Regions from separate parts of the Sus scrofa genome. Here region 1 is linked to region 2. A link is a contact called in public Hi-C data. All regions are on one chromosome and are shown on one strand. The core of a region is the stretch at or near the end of the contact, and the rest is flanking DNA. Distances in the headings are between cores, read along the strand shown. Region 1 holds the start of FAM110C (protein FAM110C). Region 2 overlaps LOC110260066 (a long non-coding RNA gene).

The links. A called contact is a pair of places that touch in the nucleus more often than the background predicts.
Region 1: a contact with region 2 is called in a Hi-C map of liver, with 4 times the contacts expected there. The contact joins the promoter of FAM110C here to the enhancer-like site in region 2. A contact is called at or near these places in 1 of 5 promoter capture datasets (liver) and 10 of 47 Hi-C or Micro-C datasets (embryonic fibroblasts, epiblast stem cells, fetal heart ventricle and 4 more).

Annotation. Positions count from the first base shown.
Region 1 is chr3:132,807,041-132,811,711 of Sscrofa11.1, reverse strand. It overlaps FAM110C (protein FAM110C), which reads right to left and starts at 1,674. Exons shown (of 2, transcript XR_002342890.1): 1 at 1,216-1,674. LOC110260067 (a long non-coding RNA gene) reads left to right here and starts at 1,235. Exons shown (of 3, transcript XR_002342891.1): 1 at 1,235-1,350.
Region 2 is chr3:132,766,361-132,770,880 of Sscrofa11.1, reverse strand. It overlaps LOC110260066 (a long non-coding RNA gene), which reads left to right. Exons shown (of 3, transcript XR_002342888.1): 2 at 1,418-1,548. Among named protein-coding and RNA genes, the nearest start is that of FAM110C, 41 kb to the left of the region's middle. Within about 2 kb of position 1,755, at least 5 of the 83 cell types and tissues checked have an H3K27ac peak or open chromatin away from gene starts, as enhancers often do. A contact at or near this core is called in liver, where this site is marked.

The DNA of each region.
Region 1 (4,671 bases), core at 425-2,924, 41 kb before region 2:
TTGGCAGGGCGCGCATCCTCGGGGATCCGCAAGCCTCAGCGCACCGCGGAAACGCGCTTCCGCTGCGGCTCCCGCCCGTCCTTTTACCAATTCCGAACTCGGGCGGAGTAGAGCGGCGCCCCAGTTCCCGCCGGCTGGTCTGGAGTCAGGGCGAACCGGAGTCCTCACGGATTGGCTAATCGCTGGAGTACCCGCCCGTCCGGCCCCGCCCCTCCGGCCCCGGCCCAGGCCCCGGCCCCCACCTCCGGCCTGGACCCGGGTCCACGCCCCCGCCCCGTGCCCCAGACCCGGCTCCCACCCACACGCAGTCCTAGCAGCCAATAGGCTGGAGGGCTGCGCGCTGAGCCCCACGCGCCGAAGCTGTGAGGGCTCCAGGGCGCCGGGGGGCAAAGGGTCCGGGAGGGACTGAGCTGGTTCAGATCCAGGTATCAGCCGCCTCCTCCCAGCCTGGGAGTGCCTCGGGTTGTCGTTTTAAGCTGGCATTTCCGGACTTGGGGGAGGGCAGAGCGAACGGGATTCGCCCCCCCCCCCGCAGGTGTCTCAAATCCTTTGAATTCTTAAAGTGACCTCAACTGTTTGGAAACTTGACTTTTTTAATTCCCTAAATTATCACCTGGGCACTGCTTATACCGAAAGAGAACGCAGTCTGTTTGTTAGGTAGAAAGAACCCAGGAATCTGGTAGGGACCTGGGTCACGTCGTAGCTCAGGCAGGAGGCCGGCTGTGGGCCTGACAAGACCCGAGCACCTGGTGCCGGGACTCGCAGGAAGCGGAGGCGAGGCTCCCTGGATTTGGAAAAACCTGAACAGATTTCCCAGAATGATTGCCGTTTTTACCGTAATCAACGCAGCGGGGAAACCACGGGTTCACTAGGGCAGTGGATCAGCCTAGGAATGTTAAAGGTTTAAAAGAAAACATTTCCAAAATTCCATTTTTTCGAAAGTTGGACAAAGGTCTAAAAATATCTGCCAGACGAGTGAAATGTCCACGTTATCTCATGTTAAGGCCGACTCAAGATAATGCTGACCTCTCAAAGCTGCGGTTGAGTGTGCCTGGTGCGGGGCTCCCCAGCTACCCTGTGGGCTGCGGGCAGTGGCTCCCTTACATCAAGGTCTGTTTTGTTTCCAGAAACGCCAATGGGCACCAGGAGGGGCCTGTTTAGGGGTTAGCAGGGGCAGCAGCTGAATGTTTTCAACCAGGTTTGGCGAATGCTTACCATCTAGCGACCCAGGATCCGAGAACCGCAGCAGGTTGCAAATGGGTTCTGAGACCTTGAATTTCCGTGAAGCAAAATCCCATAGTCAGTGACAGAACAGAAGAAACCAGGCCTCCTGAGAACCAGCCGACCCAGGTAGTGTCACCGGAAGAGGCCCCACTGATCGGAAAAGACGACCGTGGTCCTGGGGAGGAGGAGGGAGAGGGAGAGAGCGCGGGCAGGAGGGGGACGCTGAGCGGGCGGTGGGGGGGGGAGCGAGAGCAGGGAGAAGAGAGAGCAAGGGGGGGGGAGACATTCTGAGCAGAAGGGGAGGAGGGGAAAGCGGGGGTGGGTGGAGAGGGAGGGGGAGAGAGTGCTGGGGAGAGGAGAGAGAGAAAGCAGGAGGTGGGGGAGGGAGGTGGGGAGAGAAGCGGGAGGGAGAGAACAAGCCAGAGCTGTGAGAGAGCGCCTGCACCAGCTTCCCATAATAGGACACTATTGGTGGAAGGGCCAAAGTCCAGAGTTTTCTCTGCTCAGGCAGCCTGGTCTATTGTCAATCTGAGAGAGGAAAAAAAAAAAAAAAAAAAAAAAAAAAAACTTTTTTAATTGCTTAGCCCTAAGTGGCTCCTTTTCCTAATTTGCACTTTAGCGTCCAGAGAAAGGCAACTCCCAAACAGAGGACATCTGGTATTTGCCTGAGCCTGGATCCACCATTTATTAGCTATGTTCCATTGCACATATAACAAACCTCTCAAGACTTTGTCAGTTGTAAACTTCCTCATTTTTGTAGTTTAGAAAATCTATTGCTTTGTAGTGAGCACTAAATGATTGTTAAAGAAAGACCTAGGCTTAGGTCTCTGTTGTGGCTTTTAAAGAGGCTGTCAGGTTGGACTTCTCAATGCCTCTGGTTGCTCATCTATAAACTACAGCTTATTACACCACCTGCTCGGGCATTTGTTGATGAGATAACACATATAAGGGGCTTAGCACCATATCTGGTAAGATCACATTTTCAGTAAATAAATTTATGGTTGGATGATCATGGTTATGATTAGTCAGTTGTCATGTTTTAAATAAGGTTAGTGAATTCGCATGTGACTATTGAAGACAAGGGTAAAATAAAACTGCTATAAAGTTGTATTTAAGATTTATTGCTATTAAAGCTAATTATATTTCTATCCAGAATTTTCTATCTATTAAGAAGATAATTAACTGGATAAATAGAACTGGAGTAATAGGATACAAGAAATATCATAAATAAATTGTTCATATTGCTCAACTGCTAGCTTAGAATTTGAGCCTAATTTCCACCCTGGCATTATCTCAAAAGACTTGGTCAGAGCAGGAAATATCGCTTACAGACCCAGTGATCCAGAAACTACTCCTAGGAGCTTATGCTAAGGAACCAAGAGCTGTGTGCACAGTATGTGGATATTCCTGCAGACAGTTAAAATCAACCTACATTCAACAATAGAAAGAAGGTTAGATAATGTATGACATGCTCCTGGGACTGAGTATTGTGTAATCACGTACAGGCATGCTTCCACAAGATATTTTACAGAGTGGGACATGACCATGATGTATGTGAAATTTTTTAAAAAATAAGACAAATGTAGTGGCAGTTTTGAATAAATTTCTGGAAACATAAAACTTACCAGACTAAAATCATAAGAAATAGAAAATCCAAATAGACCTATAACAGTAAGGATATTGAATCAGCAATCAAATCTCTACTGTCCAAGAAGAGCTCCGGACCGGAGTCTTCACTCACGGAACTTTTAAAGAATTAATGCCAGTCCTTCTTAAACTTTTCTCAAAAACTGAAGGAGAAGGAACCCTTTCTAACTCATTCTATAAGGCCTTCATTACTCTGACAACAAAGTCAAACAGAGACTCCAGAGAAGAAATCTACAGGTCAATATCCCTTAGGAATATCAACGCAAAAATGATTAACAAAACACCAGCAAGCATGATCCAGCAGCATACTGAAAGGATTATACACCATAACCAAGTGGGATTATTCCTGGAATGCAAGGGTGGTTCATCACATGAAAATCAATCAGTGTGATATGTCACATCAACAGAATGGAGGGGGAAAAAGAACATACGGTCATCTCATTCAGTGCAGAAAAAACACGACAAAATTCAACACCGTTTCATGATAAAAACACTCAATAAACTAGGAATACAAGGAAACTATTTCAGCATAATAAATGTCATATGTGAAAAACCCTAGTGAACATTGTACTCAGTGACTGAGAGACTGAAAGCTTTTCCTCTAAGATTAGAAACAAGACAAGGATGCCCACTTTCACCAATTCTAGTCAGCATAGTAATGAAAGTTCTAGCCAGAGTAATTACGCAAGAAAAAAAACCACAAAATCCCTACAAATAGGAAAGGAAGAGATAAAATTTTCTATGTTTGCAAATGATATGATCTTACATGTAGTAAACTCTAAAGATTCTACACACACACCCACACACACACAAACCTGTTAGAATGAAAGAAAATTCAGCAAATTGGGGGATATAGGTCAACACACAAAAATCAATTGCATTTCTATATATTAACAATGATCAACCTAAAAAGAAAATTGCAAAACAATTGCCTTTACTATAGAATCCAAAGAAGAGTAAAATACTTAGAGATTAATTTAAAATAGGAGGTAAAATACTTACATGATAAGAACTACAAAACATCACTGAAAGAAATTAAAGCAGACATAAGTAAATTGAAATACAGCCCATGTTAACGTTTTAGAAGACAATCTTGTTAAAAAGTCAATACTACCCAAAACTGTCTACAGATTAAGTATAATCCCTATGAAAATTCCAGTGATATTTTTTGCAGAAAGAGTTAAAAAAAAATCCTAAAATTCGTATAGAATCTCAAGGGACCTCAAATAGCCAAAAAGAACTTGAAAAAGAACAAAACTGGAGGATTTACACCCCTGATTTCATGACTTACTATAAAGCTATATAAAAAGGGTGTGGCATTGGCGTAAACACAGATATAAAGACCAATGGAATAGAAAAGAGAGCCTGAAGATAAAACCTCACATATATGGTCAAATGATTTTTGACAAGGGTACCAAGACCATTCAATAGGAAGGGACAGTCTTTTCAACAGTTAATGCTGGGGGAGTTCCTGAAATGGCTCAGTGGTTAACGAGTCTGACTAGGAACCATGAGGTTGTGGGTTTGATCCCTGGCCTTGCTCAGTGGGTTAAGGATCCGGCGTTGCCGCGAGCTGTGGTGTAGGTTACAGACGCGGCTCGGATCCAGCGTTCCTGTGGCTCTAGCGTAGACCAGCAGCTGTAGCTCCGATTGGACCCCTAGCCTGGGAACTTCCATGTGCCGCAGAAGCGGCCCTAGAAATGGCAAAATGACAAAAAAAAAAAAAAAAAAAAAAGCAGTTAATGCTGGGAAAACTCGGTCTTTACGTGCAAAAGAATGAAGGTGGACTTTTACCGAACT
Region 2 (4,520 bases), core at 506-3,005:
GAGTGAGTGGCTGCCACTCCCATTAAGGACCGCAAGGGTAAACTCTCCAGACAGTAACCTCCATATCAGGTACTAACAATTAGGAATAATCTATAAATACCATAAAGCAGGGAAGTATAGTTTTTTTAAAAATAGAACTTATCTAGTTATAAAAATGAGAATATTTATAAATTATGAATTTTTAAAAATTAGAGATACCAGTAGTTTAGTGATGAACCATACACACACTGGTATTATCCATCCAAGGGCAAAACAGCAAATATAAATTTGAAATATTAAAAAGTTTACATTCTTTGATTAATTCTACTTTACAACATTTATCTAAATTAAATGATCAGAGTTATTTAAACATATTTAGATAAATACACAAGACAGAAAGAAAGTGAAGAAGAAATAAAGTTATTAAAAGCCTTTCAAGTAAGGAACTGGTTTAAATAAATTATGTTTTGGATAAATGAGATTTGATCAGCCAATAGACTGAGGAAACAAAACAGATTAAAAAGCTTATCCTGGAAGAAACCCTGGCAAATGCCAACAATAACGACTTGCCCCCACCCTGGCATGGGTGCTCAGCTCCGCCCTGGGTGTTGCCGTCAGAGAAGCCCTTGCTCTGCCAAATCCGGGTGGGCAGGAAGCAAAGGGCAAATGCTCCTCCCTGCCTTTCCTCTCTCCAGGCTCCCAGCAGACTGGATGATGCCCACTGGGAGGGAGGGCCGTTGGCTTGACCAGTCCAGTGATTTAAGTGCGGATCTCGTCCAGAAACACCCTCACCCAGAAATAGTGCTTAATCTGGGCACCTCTTGGCCTCATCAAGTTGACACATAAAATTAACCATCACAAGGTTCTTAGTCAGAGGCGCATTATCCAGATACCTCACGACAGTGAGTGGGGAAAGCAAAACAACGCAAGTGAAATTCACATCGGGAAAAGTTGTAGAAATTAACTGAACACATGCCAAAATATGTGGTGTTTTATCTCCTGGGCTGGAATAATTTCAGTTGGGTAAACTGAAGGGGAAAAAAAGGCCATTAGCATGGCAATTAAATAGCCATAAAAAATCCACAAACTCTAATCTATGGTGGCTATAGAAATGGATCAACTACTTTTTTTTTTCTTTTTTGTCTTTTTGCCATTTCTTGGGCCGCTCCCACGGCATATGGAGGTTCCCAGGCTAGGGGTCAAATCGGTGCTGTAGCTGCCAGCCTACGCCAGAGCCACAGCAATGTGTAATCCAAGCCACGTCTGTGACCCACACCACAGCTCATGGCAACGCCGGATCATTAACCCACTGAGCCAGGGCAGGGATCGAACCCGCGACCTCATGGTTCCTAGTCAGATTCGTTAACCACTGTGCCACGACGGGAACTCCAGAAATGGAGCAACTATTTAGCTGATTTTTCTCTTGGCTTCTCTACAGGAGTGAAGTTTTCATTGAGGACAACATCCCGAATGAAACACAGAAGCAAGCTATTGCTACAGTGGCTCGAGGTCATGACATCCCAGAGTAAGGACAAGAGACAGAAAGGCTACCCTGCGGCGAAGCGTAAGGTGGGCCATGGTTTAAGAAAAGTGCCAGGAGATTTTTCCTTCTGGAATCATGTTTAGTTGACCATTCCATCTTGGAAATCCTCCCTCATGAAATAGAATGGTAAAATATTTGCTTTATTTCTCTTTAGTTGGTTTGATTGTAACTGAACAAGGCCAGTGCCAAAACTAAGTTTGGCTGCTCGCCATTCGAGTTATTCATTCATCCGTTGATGGACACTTGGGTTGTTTCCAACTTAGCTTCCATGAATAATGTTGCAATGAACATGGGTCTCTTTGAGACCCTGCTTTCAACAGTTTTCAGCATATACCCATAAGTGGAATTGCTGAATCATATTGTAATCCTATTTTTCTTTTCTCTCTCTCTCTTTTTTTTTTTTTTTTTTTGAGAGACCACCAAACTGTTTGCACTGCAGGTACATCATTTTACATTCCTAACAAGTGTGTACAAGGGTCAGATTGTCAACATTTGATGTTTTCTGGTTTTTGATAGTAGCCATCCTAATGCGTGTCAGGTGACATCTTACTATGATTTTTATTTGCGTCTTAAAAGAGAAAGTTTAATCTCTTTGGATGAATGCAGATTTTAACTTTGAAATACTTGATCTGACTTTAAAAAGAGAATGTTTACCCACCATGAGCAATTCTCTCAAAAGAAGAGAATGCAAAGTGGTATATCCACTTTAGAAAAGAGTTTGGTACTTTCTCACAGGGCTAAATTAGTCTTATCATACAATCTAGCAATTGTGCTCATTTTTAACAATTGATTTGAAAGGTTAACTTCACACAAAAACCTGCACACAAGGTTTAAAAAAGCTCTTTATTTGTAATTTCCAAAAACTGGAAGAAACGAAGTTATTCTTCAAAGGATAAACAAGGTGTAATGGATAACGCTCAGTAGAATATTATTCAGTGATAAACTATTGCCATTAAAAAACATGGAGTGAAATAAAATGCATATTACTAAGTGATAAAAAGTCATTCTGAAAAGGCTACATACTTCATGATTGTAACTACATGACATTCTGGAAAAGGCAAAACTATAGAGACAGTAAAATGATCAGGGGACTGTGGTCAAAATAAAAATTGTCTACAATTTCTATTCAGGGTAAATGTCTGCATAGAGATGGCAGGAGGAATCTGTTCCCTGGTCTGCAGGAATATATGGATTTAACTGGCAACATTCAGTTATTTTATTGATGCTAAATTTTATAACACTCTTGCATGGGCATGAATTTAAAACTCATTAATACAATTTTAAATGCTCAATGTCATAGGCTGAATTATTAGCGAAATTACTAAATTCATGATGTGTGTGTGTATGCTTTACACATACTAGGAAAGAATAAAGCATCTTTTCCCCCATTCTCCATCTCATTTCCTGAAGGCCAAGACATTCTGTAGATTGCGCCCTTTGTAACACACACAGAGAGAGAGAGAGGCTTGATGGAGGGTGGTTTTCAGGGGGGAGTAACAAATTTCCTTGTATGACTCTCACCAGGGACTTTTAGGGGGAGATAGGGCGGCATTAGGCTGGACTACCTAGTGGGAAAGCAAAGTGAGTTTGGGGTGGTGCTCACCAGTAGAGGGCTGGCTGGCTAGGTCCAGGCCAACGCCATTTCCCAGATGGGTTCATGCAGCTCTGGGTCCAGCATCTGACCGCCGTGAAGTCCTGTGAGGAGCACCCCTCCCAGGAACCAGGGGGCTGCCCCCACCCCACCCCCTGTGAAGGACCAGCCCTTGGCAGTTGTAGCCAAGGGAGTGAGGCGACGGCCTGGAGGGTGGGGGCCTAAGGTGCTACCAGGTGTCGCTCTAAAGCCCAGTGCGCTGGTGCAGATGCAGCGGGATCTCGGTGAAGGCGCATATTCCACGTCGTGATAGGCGGGAGCTCTGCTGGATAGAGTTTGATCATGAAAAGAAAGAAATGTAAGCCTGTTGCGTCTACACATTGTGGACTAGTTCGTGATGTACCCGATGTTCTCGATGCCGAGATCCTACTAATTGAACAGTCACCCCCAAGCCACCAAGGAACAGATACTTTTCCAGAGGACAAGCGGCGACCGCGTCAAGTGCAGCACATCAACTGCAAGGTGCGTCTCGTCTTCAAATATCAAAACATGAGACGCATCAAAACAAAGAAAGCATGTCGAGAGTGGAGGGGATGCAGTGCTTAAACCTGATGGAATTTAAATGTAAAATGCAGAGGTTATAATCTCCTTGGAGTTCTCTCAACGCATTTGGAAAACGACTGGCCCTGATGACGTCGGAGGTGTTCAGCCTCCCAGATGACCCTGATGGAAGCAGATGATTTGCCTCAACGTGGGAACCTCTTTCTCTGGGGCTGGGGATTCTGACCCAAGGGTCCCGAGTGCTGGAGCTCGGCGCTTTCCCGGACTTGCGGCTCCTTCGCGAGGATGTCGGCCACCAGGGGGCCCACGAGACCTTGGCGGTACAGACTCCTCGCCCAGCCTCCTGCACACCGCGCCGGGACGCAGGGTTAGGCGTGAACGCATGCTTGGCGGGTGAGAGCTGACATTCATTAGCCTGGCAAAGAAATGCGGAAGGATAAATACGACGTGGTAGAAGAGAAAGAACCTTCAGTTACAGAACGGCGATCGGGTGCCCGTTTCAATTCCGCTTGATAAATTTTGGAGCCTCCGTCTGTGCTTCTGTGAAAGGGCAACAGTGAGAGTCAGCACCCCGTCCTGTTTTCTTCTAAAAAAATCCCCGTTTCTCCCATGCCCCCAGCTAGGTGTTCCGTAGGAACATGATATATATCAGGCCGTTTTCTCTTATCCAAAAATTTCAAGAAAACGAAAAAAGACATTAGAATTCCCAAATAGTATGTTTATATGGAGAAAAATTTATATAGAGAAAAAAATCAATTTTGTCTCAAATAAAGATTTGGTGACACCCTAAGTATGGCATTAAGGAATAGTTAAGTAATTTTTTTCTAAGAAAACTTTATATTGAAA